Regions from separate parts of the Ovis aries genome. Here region 2 is linked to region 1. A link is a contact called in public Hi-C data. All regions are on one chromosome and are shown on one strand. The core of a region is the stretch at or near the end of the contact, and the rest is flanking DNA. Distances in the headings are between cores, read along the strand shown. Region 1 has its middle 35 kb from the start of FAM167A. Region 2 overlaps BLK (BLK proto-oncogene, Src family tyrosine kinase).

Region 1 (6,431 bases), core at 2,752-5,251:
GATCCTGCAAGCCAGCTCTGATTTAAATTGCTCTTTCCTACTCTGAGCATCAGCGCCCTTTGGAAAATGCCATTATACTTCTTGGAAAACAAGACAGTCCAGACATGGTGCCCTAGCTTGTGCCCATCCGGTGAGTCACTAGGAGCTGATGGGATTTCGGTAGGAAGCAACAGGTGGTGTGAGGACCACACACAGGAGAAAACAGTCCTGAGCTGAACAGGGTTTAACACTGGCTTTTAAGTTCCTGGAAGGCCAGGACTGTGTCTTAATCCTTTCTGAATGCCGCGTTCCTAACAATGCCTCCCTACCACAGAGTATTTGTTGAAATACTCATAAATAAAGCATTGTTAAACACAACAGTCGGTGTTACAGTCATTCTATCCTCGAAAAACACGTGTGGACTGCTCTGAGCAAGAACATGAATGTCACAGCCTAGTTCTGCTTCTTGGATCTGTTACTGTTATTGATATGCTATTACTCACTGTGATTTCAATTAATTAACATAGTAACTGAGTTACATTTTCTGGGGCACAAGAGGCGACTGAACTCAGAAAACAAAGTTCCTTGGCACTTGAACTTGAATCCCAGGTCTATCATCTTCTACGTGGTCCTAAAAAAAATAAATCACTGATTTCTGAGCCTCAGTCTCCTTTTCTGTAGTGATGAAGGCAACAATAATAACTAAGCCAAGAGTGAATGGGAGTACTGTGAAGACGTCTGGTCACAGACCACACAGTCCCGTGTGGATACGAAAGGCTCTCTGCAAAGATTGTAACCGTGTGTAGGCACGGCCGGCACTCGATTCAGAGAAATAACCAGCTGAACCTCCTGGGGGCAACATATGAGTTTGCTCCACATCATCAACAGTTGGTGTTACTAGTCTTTTTTAGTGTTTCTCACGGGCGTGAAGCGGTACGCATGCGTGCTACGTCGTTTCAGTCGTGTCCGACTCTTTGCGACCCCATGGGCTGTAGCCTGCCAGGCTCCTCCGTCCACGGGGATTCTCCAGGCAGGAATACTGGAGTGGGTTGCCATGCCCTCCTCCAGGGGATCTTCCCAAGCCCGGGACTGAGCCCGCATCTCTTAGGTCTCTTGCATCGGCAGGCAAGTTCTTTACCACTAGCGCCCCCTGGGAAGCCTGGGAGGTGGTGCACCGTTGTGGGTTTAGTTTTCATTTCCCTGATGACAGGCGGTGTTGAGCATCTTTTCACGTGCTTGCTGGCCACTTGTTTTCCTGTGAAGGGTGTGTTTGAATTTTTTTGCACATCAAAAAATTAAGTTGTCTTTTTATTACTGAGTTCTAAGAAGCTTTTTTAAAATTTTCTGGCTACGAGTTCTTTGTCAGACATATATATTGAGAATACTTTCTCCCAGTTTGTGGTTCATTTTTCCATAAGCAATCTCTTCTCAAAGATCAGAAGTTTTACATTTTGATAAAGTCCAATTTGTTAAAATTTTTTGGTTTGGTTTTTTTTTTTTTTTTGGCGTTTTTATATTAAAAGATCTTTGCTTATCCCAAGGTCATACAGATTTCTAAAATTGACACAAAACATGAATCTCTGTTGAGATGGCATGGATAAAACCAGGGAGCCATATAAACCTTCAGCTTCCAGTCACCTTGCTTTCCTAGAATTGGCATATTGCCTGGCACAAATACTAAAAAGTATTGGTAGAATTTAATTTAATTGTGACAGTGTATTCCAACTAGAGATTTCCATTTTTGAGTGATGGAAATAGCATTTGAACTTTGAATTTTCCACCAAATATGTACAGTGATGACGATCATAAATGGAAATATCAAGGTGTAAATTCTTGATGCTACAGTCTTTGGACAACAAACCACGTATTAGTAGATTCCTCTGTCTCTCCAGCAGGGGGCATTTTAGGATTTCCTTAACTCAATAAGTGTTAGTCGCTCAGTCCTGTTTGATTCTTTGCGATTCCATGGACTGTAGCCCACCAGGCTCCTCTGTCCATGGGATTGTCCAGGCAAGAATACTGGAGTGGGTTGCCATTCCCTTCTCCAGGGGATCTTTCCAACCCAGGGATCAAACCTGGGTCTCCCACATTGCAGGTGGATTCTTCACCATCTGAACCACCAAACTCCATATTAAAAATCTGAAAAAAAAAAATTATTTACAGTACCAGGGGAAGAACTTCCCAGATTTGTTTTCTCAGACCTCCTTCTCTGTGTGAGTCCAGAGGCAAGGTTCTTCGGGGAAGAGAGGGTGCTGGGAAGAGCCAAGATGAGTTAGGAGGCCTTGGTCCATTCCCAGTTCTGCATCACCCAGACGGTGGCAGGGGTCAGCCACTCCGGCTCTTGGACCTGCTTCTTTGTTCGCAGGACAGGAGAAGAAAAAACTCGTGCTCGGATTGCTAATGCCACCTGACTCTGACAGCATATGGTGTGCCCCACCTGCAGCTTGGGGTTGATATAAAGCCATGCTCTTCTGACGGTATATGACTGACTTCTAGCCCCATTCCACCAGGGCAAGTCTCTCTCCTGTCCCTTCTTCCCTAAGACTCATCACTCCCCAAGGCTGCTTCTTGCTCCCTGCTTTGTCCCTTGAAGCCGTGCGGTCACTTCCTCCTGGGTCCCAGCCCCTGGGGTGCATGCCTCACTGCACATCTGTGTTCCTATGAAGGAGCCAGGCATTCAGCCTTAGAGGTCCTTTTGAAGCTGTAGAGGCGTCAAGGTCATTTTCTTCAGGAGGTTTCTTGTGTGGGTGCAGTTTGCCCACCCCTCCCAGGCAGCCAACAGCACAGAGACTCCTGGCTCTCCTCCCCCAGGGGGATGGTCAGTGAGTCCCTCAGATACACTTTTCTGAAAGGGACCACTCAGGAAGACTCTGTGTCTCCTCTGCTAGAAACAGAAGCGGCTGAAAACATTTAACAGAAACCTGCTTTCAGAGCATCCCTTTTCACTTCCTGGGCACCATGTCACGTCTTTAGGATGGTACATTCAGTCTTTCCTTAGAGAGAGGTGTAGACAGCTGAGCTGAGGCTACAATGGTTGGGAGTGGGGGATATAGGGAACAACATTTTGTGTGTGGACAGTGTCGAAATTAAGATGTAGAACACCCAGTTGGTATCTGAAGAATTGATAGGGGTGGGAAACTCACACATCTTCTGTTGGTGGGGGGGGGGGTGGTTTGTGTGAGTAAAAACCCAGTGGTGTCAGCAGGCAGAGAGGCAGACAGAAGACCTCTTGAGAATCACCCACTCCAGTATTGCCGGAGCCCAAAAGTTTGCCTGCTGGAATGCAGAGCAGCTCTGGGAATCACGTCTTAAAACAGCCTGACTCTTCCAAAGGTTCTGTAAGCCCGGACGCCCTGGGTCAAGTCCTCCCCAGCTTGGGATGCTGGGACAATTCCACTTCCCACCCACCCTGACTGGTGCAACAGGATAGGAGAGGAAGAGCCCTTGTTCTGCCTCAGTCTTATTCCACCAGATGGGGCACCCTGACCAGGTGAGGCTCGAGGGCAGTGGGTGGGTGCCTGGGTCCCCCTCGGGAGGGAGTTTCCTTGAGGGAGGCAGAGTCCCTTGGGTCCTTTTTCAGGCTTCAGTTGTCCCCATGTTGGGAGGAAGGGGCTGGAAGAAGCATGACTGAGGGGCTCCCTGTCTGATAAGATGGTCTAGGAAATAAACACACTCCAGTCCTGCAGAGCTGGACCATGCCTTGCCGGATCACTTCCCAGGGAATTTCCATCCACTATAGGCGCCTGTCCCTGCCGGTTGGGAAACATCCCCAAAGGACTTATCTCTTTGCCATGAGTGTGGGTGACTACTGTCCAGAGCACTCCAGTGTTTGAGGTTTCTCTTCCTGAATCAACTTCCCTCGGAGACCGCCTAGCTGTCTCAACCAGTGTTTGCTTTGAGCCTGTGAACGGGGTATTTAAAAATAGCCTCGTCTGAAACCTTCCATGTGTCTGAGTGGTTCCAATCAGATTCCCATCAGATAGGTCCCTGGTTGTACTTGGCCTGTGTGTCCTGCTGGGGCCGCCACTGTGCGCTCCCCCAGCCCCTCTTCCCCAGCCATCACAGTCTCAGACTCGGGACTTTGACAGGGAGTTACAGTGAGCGATGCTCTGCTATTGCAGAGAAGCCAAGGGGAACGCTGTCGACTGAGCACAAAGGCCCCTTTCTAAATAAGCCGGGTGAGGTCTGCACGGGGCTCTCGGTCTTGACCAACATCGCCTATGCATGTAGCACGCACTTAGCCAGAGCCACCAGGCAGCTAACATAGCGTCAGGCTGGGCCTCTGGAAGACGAACCTGCACTGTCCCCACACTCTGATCACTACCTGTCCAGGCTTTCTCCACCAGCCCTGTCACGCAGAGTCCCAGATGGCGCCTGGACCTCCAGCTGTGGTCCCAGCACTCCACTGCTGCATCTCCGTGTTCCCTCTTCCCTCCTTACTCAGTTGGGACTCCTTGATTCAACACTGGTTGCTCTTTTGCAAAACACTTTAACTTGTGCTTCCCCATCCTCCCGTGTACCTGCCTGGCACACCCCCTCGCCACTGTGCCTGCTCTTTGTGTACGCTGCAGCATCTAACCATTGCTGGAGGGAACACACACACACACACACACACACACACACACACACACACACACAACCTCATTCACAGGATCTGCATCACCCTGAAAGGCCACAAGTTTCAAATGGGGAGCCAACACTGCCGGATGGTTCCACTACTCTTCCTAGTAAATGAACAGGCCCACCTGATGAGATAATTATTTCAAAACTTTCTTCCCAGACTTTCAACATTCCACCAACTCCAACTCACTCTCCTGTTTTACAAGGACAATAGGAAGGATCCAATAGGCCTCTCCTCCTCTTCCGACCAGAGATTCCTTAAGCCACTCATCTTCAATCTTTCCTCTCACGACAGTGAAAGGAGGGTCTTTGCTTCCCTTCCAGCCCGGCTCCCCCACTTACACGCTGACATTCCCCTCCTCTCCTCCTTAAGAACTTCACTGTTACAATTACTTTCTTCTCTCTCTTGCACCATCCATTTCTTCTTTCCTAACAGATTGTCAGCACCTTTATTCTATTATATATTATGCCAGCACCTTTATTATACATTTTATTGTGATACAGTTACTGTACAATTAATACTCTATCATGCATTTATTTTGTTATTATGCATTTATTTTGTTATACACTGTTTCAAGGAAACCAAAAATTGTTTCCCTGACTTCATGACTTTGAAGTCATGACGCTCCTATTTCTCAGCTCCCTTTACAGCAAACCAACTTGAAACAATCCATTTCTTCACTTTCCATTTTGTCCTCAACCCACACAACTGGACTTCTGTGTTACCCCTGATCTGAAAGGGCTATTGTTGCTGTAATAAAGGACAAATGGGCTCTGTCTTGCTTGAAAACACTGTTTCTCTCTGTGTGTACCTTTTCTTTAATTTCTCCACAGCAGTCGATATTGACGACACTCTCCTTGACACATTTGCCTCTTTCATCTGTTTTCCCCTGTACTTTACCAGCTGGTCTTTCTAAGTCTCCTTGGACTGTTCCTTCTCTATCAGAACCCTAGATGCTGGAGTCCCTAGGGTGTTGTAATTTAGTCAACACTTTCTTCCTAAACGAGTTTATCTGGGTATGGTGCTTTTCAATATCACCCAAACACCCAAATCCAGGTTCCCCAATTTATGCATCCAACATTGGTCTTTTCCTGCAGTCCAAGTTCTTGCAGCCTGGCACCTACTCACTTCCTGCTTGGACGTTTGATAGACATTTAAATATAACAGAACTGAGATGGAACTGTTAATGTTGCCCGTCTCCTGACTTGTGCGCCCCTCAAATTTTCTCATCTCAGTAAACAGCAACCCCCATCCAGCTGCTGACCAGGGAGCCAGCCTTAGTCTCCAGCCACCGGTGGGCCCTGCTGGTTTCACCTCCGAAGTATCTAAAGGGTGTCCCGCAGCAGGTCCCAAAGTAAATCAAGCATGCCTTCCCTGTCTGCTTTGTTCCTTTGCAGGCTTAAGTGTCTGTGGACCACCTATGCTGGTCTCACGGGGGTGTTTGTTAGAACAGATTCCTAGGCCCTAAGTCAGAGCTGCACACCAGGACCCTTGAGCAGAGCCCAGGAATTTCCTGGGAATACGCATTTGCATCGGCTGCTCCAGGTGGTGCTTTATGCGGCCTTCATTTTGAGGACCACTGCTTGAGATGTTGAATGAGTTTGACACAAATTCTCCACATGGGACAGTAATGCGAGGCAACGTACCTGGATGATGGAGTTGTGATTTGAAATATACGTCCTGTGGGTCCACTATCCAGCTGTGCTCTGAGTTTGACCCAAGTATTCTGAATCCAGTCACGTTTGAAGTGTTTAATGCAGGAGAGGGAGGGGCTTCCCACGTGGCGCTAGTGGTAAAGAACCTGCCTGCCTATGCCAGAGATGCAAGAGAC
Region 2 (6,431 bases), core at 2,726-5,225, 100 kb after region 1:
CCCAGGGAGAGGCCCGCGAGAGTCACCGCCCATTCTGTTTCTCTTTCCTTCCTAGAACCGGAGACTGGTGGTTGGCCAAGTCTCTCATCACGGGAAGAGAAGGCTACGTGCCCAGCAACTTTGTGGCCCGGGTAGAGACCCTGGAAGTAGAAAAGTAGGTGGACAGACAGCCCCGCAGGTGTGCTGGCTGCTCTGTTCCAGGCAGGATGGAGCCAGAAAGCAGCTAAAAAGCAGAGCAGGGTGTGAACCCAGCGCGGAGGGCACAGGACGGGGGTGGGGACTTGGAGTCGCTGGGAAAGGCTTGTCTGAAATCCCAGACAGCGTTTAAACGTCACCAGGGAGCCTACGCACGCCTCCCATCTGTGAAGTGAGAGCTGCCCATTTCCTGGCTAACCTGATAGGGACGCCCTTAACCAGCCAGCCTCCTCCCCTGCCTCCAGGGGGCAGGACTCAGGGCTCACACCTCGGGGGACTCACAGGATGGGGGCCTTACAGGAGAGCCTGGGCACAGTATCCTCATCACTCACAAGCACACGGCACCCGCCACGGCCTCAGGCATTAGAGCCCCGAGCAACCAGGGCCAGAGCCCGGCTCTGCCCAGGACTGGGGAGGACGCCAAACCGACTACGACACGGCCCCTCCCCTGAAGGAGCTCAGAGTCTGTCACATTCCTTAGCTGGAACAGGCTAGCAGCCTCGCCCGGTGTGCCCGTCCGGTGATGCTCACCCTCGGGAGGGCTCCTTGCCCAGCACACCCAGTCCTGGGCCTTTCCTTGGACCAGGGTGAGGCTAGGGCAGGTCCACCTCAACCAGCCACGCTCAAGGAGCACTGGAGACCGACCGCAGGGAGGGTGGGCTGTAGGGGAAGGTGTCGGGTGCATTTACCCAGAGCAAAATTAATGAAGGGCACCAAACTCCATTCTCATTTCTTGTCAAGGAAACACCATGTCCATTGCTGACAGGAGGGAAAGGGACTGAGGGGATTTCATGTATCAAGATACGGGGGTTTCAGCTCAGGGTCAGGTTCGCAACAGGAACACACTGTATCTCAAGGGGGAAGGGGCTTGGGTGACAAGATCCCCAGGAACATGGCCACACTCAGCTCTGCCTGCCTTTGTGCTTTTCCTTTCCAGGTGGTTCTTTAGATCCATTTGCCGGAGAGATGCCGAGAGGCAGCTTCTGGCTCCAGTCAATAAGGCTGGCGCCTTTCTTATTAGAGAGAGTGAAACCAGCAAAGGTAACCCTGGGGCCCTGCTGCCCTCGCCATGCAGCCGGGGACCCCCACCTATGGCCTTCCTTTTGGGAGTTGGGTGGGGGGCAGGAGAGGTGCCAGCCAGGAGAATCTGATAGCTTCCACCTGGGAGTCCCCGCCACATCAGGCCAGCCAGGACAGCCCATGAGTATCCAGTATTTGACCTTGAGGCTGTGCACACGGACAGCTCTCCCAAGACCCGGCTAGAAATGCAGGCAACACAGGTGGGGGATCGGGGAGGGAGTCAGAGAGCTGCTCCAGCCACTGAGGGCCGGTCTCACACCGCCTGGGCCAGGGGGAGCGCTGAGGCTGGGGGGGGTGCGGAAAGGCGGGTGACCCATCCGGAATCAAAGGATTTGAAAGAATCTTTAGAGATCATCTCAGTCAGAGGCTGTGACTCAGACACTTGCAAGAGCCTGGGAGGCATCGGAAGTTTGGGGCACAGCCTGTGATACAAAAGAAGCGGGTAGTGATCATGAGAACTGGGGGGACTCCCAGATTTAAACCCAATGACCAAGGGGAGTGTTTCTGCCCCCACTCTCGGTCACCGGGCTTTCTCTTTCTGTCGTTAGTTTTCTGTCTTTCCTTCTTAAAGTGCTTTTGGCTATCAAGTATAAAACACATCTAAAAATTGCATAAATTATGAACAAGAGCAGAATTATAAATAATAAGTATAATAATTATAAATATAAATATAGTATTAAAGTATTATAGTATTATAAATATAAATGAGTATAATAATTATAAATAATAAGTAAACATCTGTGTAACCACAAGAGCAAGAATATTCCAGATGCCCAGAGCCCCTCTCACTGCCCCACTGGTTCCCCTTCCTGATTCACCTTCCCACCCGCAGAGAAGCCACCGCTATCCTGACTTTGATGGAAGCCCTTCCTTGCCTTTCGTTATAGTTTTACCACCCGTGTTTCATCTGTTTTTCACCTTTATTATACAAATGAGATCAAGCCATTTTAGTTTTTGTGTCTTATTCCTTTCACTCAACATTGTAAAATTCTGTATTTGTTTGCTAGGCCTTCTGTAGTAAAGTACTGGGAACTGAGAGGCTTAAACAGCAGACCTGTGCTTTCCCACAGGTCCAGAGGCCAGGAATCTAAGGTCGAGCTGTCAGCAGGGTTGGTTCCCCCTGAGGCCTCTCTCCCTGGCTTGTAGGTGGCCGTCTTCTCCCTGTATCCTCATGTGGTCATCCCTCGGCATATGTCTGCGTCCTCATCCCCTCTCATAAGCACGCCAGTTGCGTGGATCAGGACCCACCTCAATAATGTAACCTCCTCTTTAAAGGCCCTATTTCCAAAGATAGTCACATCACTGAGGTATAGGACTTGAACATAGGAATTAACAGGGATGGGGGACACAATTCCGTCCATCACAGATGCATTTGTGTAGTTGAGGCAACAGCAATAATCTGCTCACTTTGACAGCTAAACAGAATCCAGGATATGAATATTCCACAAGCTCTTTCTCCACACTGGTGGAATTGGGGTTGTTTCCAGTTTGGGGCTGTTATAAAGGTGCTGCTGTGAACCTTGAGGGATATGCTTCCTAGTGGGTTTGCCTCTAGCCTTCCATCTTTGAGATACTGGGCCAATATCCCCATTTGAAAGATGGGGAAACTGAGGGAAGAAGTGACTCACTCTAGACCAACAGTGAACAAGCATCAGAGCCCAATCATCTGAGAGGCTCTGAAAATTTTCACGAGCTCTAAACTGTGCCAAACAGACCTAACACTGGGCAGATGGAGGAGAACTTCCCAAACAGGGTGAAGAGGACTAGATGTTTTGTTTGCTGTAGAATATTTCAAACACACACACAAGTAAAGCAAATAGTAAATGGAACCCCTGTACTCAACACTCGGCTTCAACAATAATCAACCCAGCTAATCTGATTTCACGTACATCCCCAGCCCCATTACTTTGAAGCAAATGCCAGACATCACGTCATTTCACCAGGAAATGATGTTTCAATGGCTGCCTGTTGCTAAGGGGCCCTCTGGAGGGAAAGCCACCCCAACCTCAGTGTGAAGGAGGAAAGGATCGCTAAAGGTGGGGTGTCTCCTCCTGTCCTTGCCCCCCACCCCACAGCTAGTCCAGGCTGGGGTTGGCCAGTTGGAGCAGGGGCTAGAAGACCCTTCGCAAGACCCCTCGCAAGACCCCTCTATACACATGCGCACACGCTCCGCGGAAATCCAAAGCCTCTTCAGGTGGGAAGAAGGAACACTGCTCCCGGAAGGCGGGCAGTGAGTTCTAACCTAAGAGGTCTCCAGAACATCCCTTAGCTTCTCGAGACTAACTTTATTGGTATGTATGTTGGAACTGACTAGTTTCCCACTTCAAGGACAGGTGGCCTTTACGAAAATCTGTCTCTGGGAGCCCAGCCCCGGGTCCCAGCGCATTCCAGCCGCAGGGTGGAGGCAGGACAGGGGATCCAGATCTTGTGAACAGGATGGACTGAGGCCCGCTTTAAGAAGAAGGAATGCCAAATTGTAAAAAAGACATTAGGGACGGGCCCTGAGAGGAGCCCACACAGCAGAGAGGCTGCCGCGGCACTGGAGGAAGAGACTCGGGCCTCCTTGGCTGATCTGGAGGCATCACAAGCCGGGAACAGCAGCCGGGAATGGAGAAGATCGCTCTTTTCCTCGCCAGGGTGGTGCGTGGATGAACGTACTCACTAGCGCCTCCCTCTGGTTCCTGCGATACCCGAGCTTGCTGCACTCACCAGGGGTGAAGTCGGGAAGACGCTTTGCAGCCTGCAGGTTGGGCTGGGGTAGGATACGAGGGGCGGGCTGTGTCAGCGGCAGGGCACGCCACAGGACGCGCGGTCTCTCCACATCCTTTTGCAGGTGGGCGATGAGAGAGGCGCAATGGCCAAGGAAGGGGAGAAGGGATTTGAGATGGGGTGATAGTCTGATACGGGAGGAAAGACGCCTGAAGACAAACAGCGCAGGGCAAAAATCAAGCGCCCACGCCCAGGACAAGACGTGCCCAAGCCTGACACCTGGTGGCGGAGGCTAGTACTGCCGGCGCGCCTTTAGTACGGTCACGGGAGCCCCCAGGCTAACCACTGATCAGCCAAGGGCCCTGGGGCAAGCGAATCCCCGTTCTGGGCCTCAGGTTTCTCGTTTAGCAAATCAAAGTGGAAGTATGTGGCACCCAGAGAACTGAACAGAGGCGCCTTATAAAGATATCAAGTTCATGGAAAATTTCTCAGCTGGAAACTCTTGCCTCCTAAATTGCTCTTAACCCTTGGCATCTGCAACCGCCGACTGAAGAAAACAGGATACGTAGACGTGCGTATGGATTTGAACAGAAGCCCTGGGTTGTGTCTTATTATGCTCTTCCCCATGGACAGGAGTGCTTCGGGTTGTAATTTGCTATTGCATGTGGGGCAGAGTCGATCTTTCCACGGAATGAAGGAAGGAATGAGTCAATCTCCTAGTCCCTCCAAAAACTCTGTATCTAAATATTCCGGGGCAAAGGGTCCTCAGGTGCCCAAGAAGGGGAACAGCCTGATGGCTAAGAGAGCATTCTGCATGCTCCAGAGTTCCGGAGCAGTTTCAGGAGATTTGAGGAGGAATGCCAAGGACAGAGTTAGGATGAGCTGACAGGAAAGGCTTCCAGGAGGGTGGAGGGTGAGATGAAGAAAAAGGTAACTGATGATGGTCAAAATGGAAAGCAGAACTGGGGGAACTTGCCTGCAATGTGGGAGACTTGGGTTTGATCTCTGGGTCAGGAAGATCCCCCGGAGAAGGGAACGGCTACCTACTCCAGTATTCTTGCCTGAAAAATTTCCTGGACAGAGGAGCCTGGAGGGCTACAATCCATGGGGGTCTCAAAAGAGTTGGCACAACTGAGCAACTAACAGCACTTTTCCAAGGCCTTGAAATGAAGCCCCAAATCCCAATCCTGGTTTTCCCTTTGTGTCTTCTCACGCGTATGTCTTTGTTAACCCTCTAGGTGCCTTTTCGCTGTCTGTGAAGGATGTGACCACGCACGGGGAGGTGATCAAACACTATAAGATCCGCTCCCTGGATGAAGGCGGCTATTACATCTCCCCCCGGAACGCCTTCCCCACGCTGCAGGCTCTGGTGCAGCACTATTCCAGTAAGAGGGGGGGCATCTGACAGAGGCCTGGGCTGTGCCAGAGGAGCCCTCGTGTCTCCCCATCACTGAGTTCTCAAGATCGCATGAACCATTGCTGCTGTTTGGGCAGAGGGGTGGAGGATTATCCCAAGGCTGGACCTAAGGTGTTGATAACTGTCAACATAATGATTCCCTGTCTGTGTCCCTGACCCTCTATGTTGGCTGTGACCACATGGAGAATAGCAAGTATTTTCAGTCTTAGAGACAGCAGGACAATGACAGCGTGCTTATTTTACATAAAACAAATGCAGAGAGCTGAGTGTGTGTGTGTGTGTGTGTGTGTGTGTGCACTTGTGCACATTGAACTTGGGGTGGATGGGGGGCTGTCGAGAAGGAGCGGGGACACAGCCGGGAATGATACAGCTCTCGTGTTCTGTATGGTATCCACAGATCTGTCTATGCTTGTGACCTCCAGCTCATCTCTTCTTTCCTAATGCAGAGAAAGGGGACGGGTTGTGCCAAAGGCTCACCCACCCCTGTGTGAGCCTGGCCCCCCAGAACCCCTGGGCCCAGGATGAATGGGAAATCCCCCGGCAGTCTCTCAAGCTGGTCAGGAAGCTTGGGTCCGGGCAGTTTGGTGAAGTCTGGATGGGTGAGTATGTGGTACTCGGGAGTCGCTCACCCACTGCCCTACATCCTAGAACGCAGGAGGCTCGGGACCTGCACAGGGCATCATACTTCCCATAGAGGCTTGCGAAGGGGAAGGGACTGGGGCCTATACCCATTTTACAGACGAGGTAATGGAAGTACAGAACGCTGAAGTCACCTGCCCTCAGCTGTTCTGATATGGTGATGAAGCAGGAGCAGAATCCAGCTCTCCCCCTGCCCCCACCCCAGCCCGTGCCCGCCTTCCTTCTTCACTGCCCAGAGCTGCCTTTGCCATTGACTCCTGTGTGACCTGGAAGAGGAGCCTGGCTAGCTCCTCTTGGCTTGTCTCACTGGGTGGAAACACTATGTTAACCAGGGTGAGAGGTGAACTAGGGGCTCCAGGACCCTGATAACAAAGTCACCACCTGCAGCTCT

What was found. A called contact is a pair of places that touch in the nucleus more often than the background predicts.
Region 2: a Hi-C map of hypothalamus shows a contact between it and region 1, with 5 times the contacts expected there. The contact joins two enhancer-like sites. A contact is called at or near these places in 11 of 16 Hi-C or Micro-C datasets (blood, hypothalamus, liver and 4 more).

Annotation. Positions count from the first base shown.
Region 1 is chr2:105,239,405-105,245,835 of ARS-UI_Ramb_v3.0, forward strand. No RefSeq gene overlaps it. Among named protein-coding and RNA genes, the nearest start is that of FAM167A, 35 kb to the right of the region's middle. Within about 2 kb of position 4,002, at least 9 of the 54 cell types and tissues checked have an H3K27ac peak or open chromatin away from gene starts, as enhancers often do. A contact at or near this core is called in hypothalamus, where this site is marked.
Region 2 is chr2:105,339,681-105,346,111 of ARS-UI_Ramb_v3.0, forward strand. It overlaps BLK (BLK proto-oncogene, Src family tyrosine kinase), which reads left to right. Exons shown (of 12, transcript XM_042243550.2): 4 at 56-154; 5 at 1,133-1,236; 6 at 5,223-5,369; 7 at 5,848-6,000. Among named protein-coding and RNA genes, the nearest start is that of BLK, 43 kb to the left of the region's middle. Within about 2 kb of position 3,976, at least 7 of the 54 cell types and tissues checked have an H3K27ac peak or open chromatin away from gene starts, as enhancers often do. A contact at or near this core is called in hypothalamus, where this site is marked.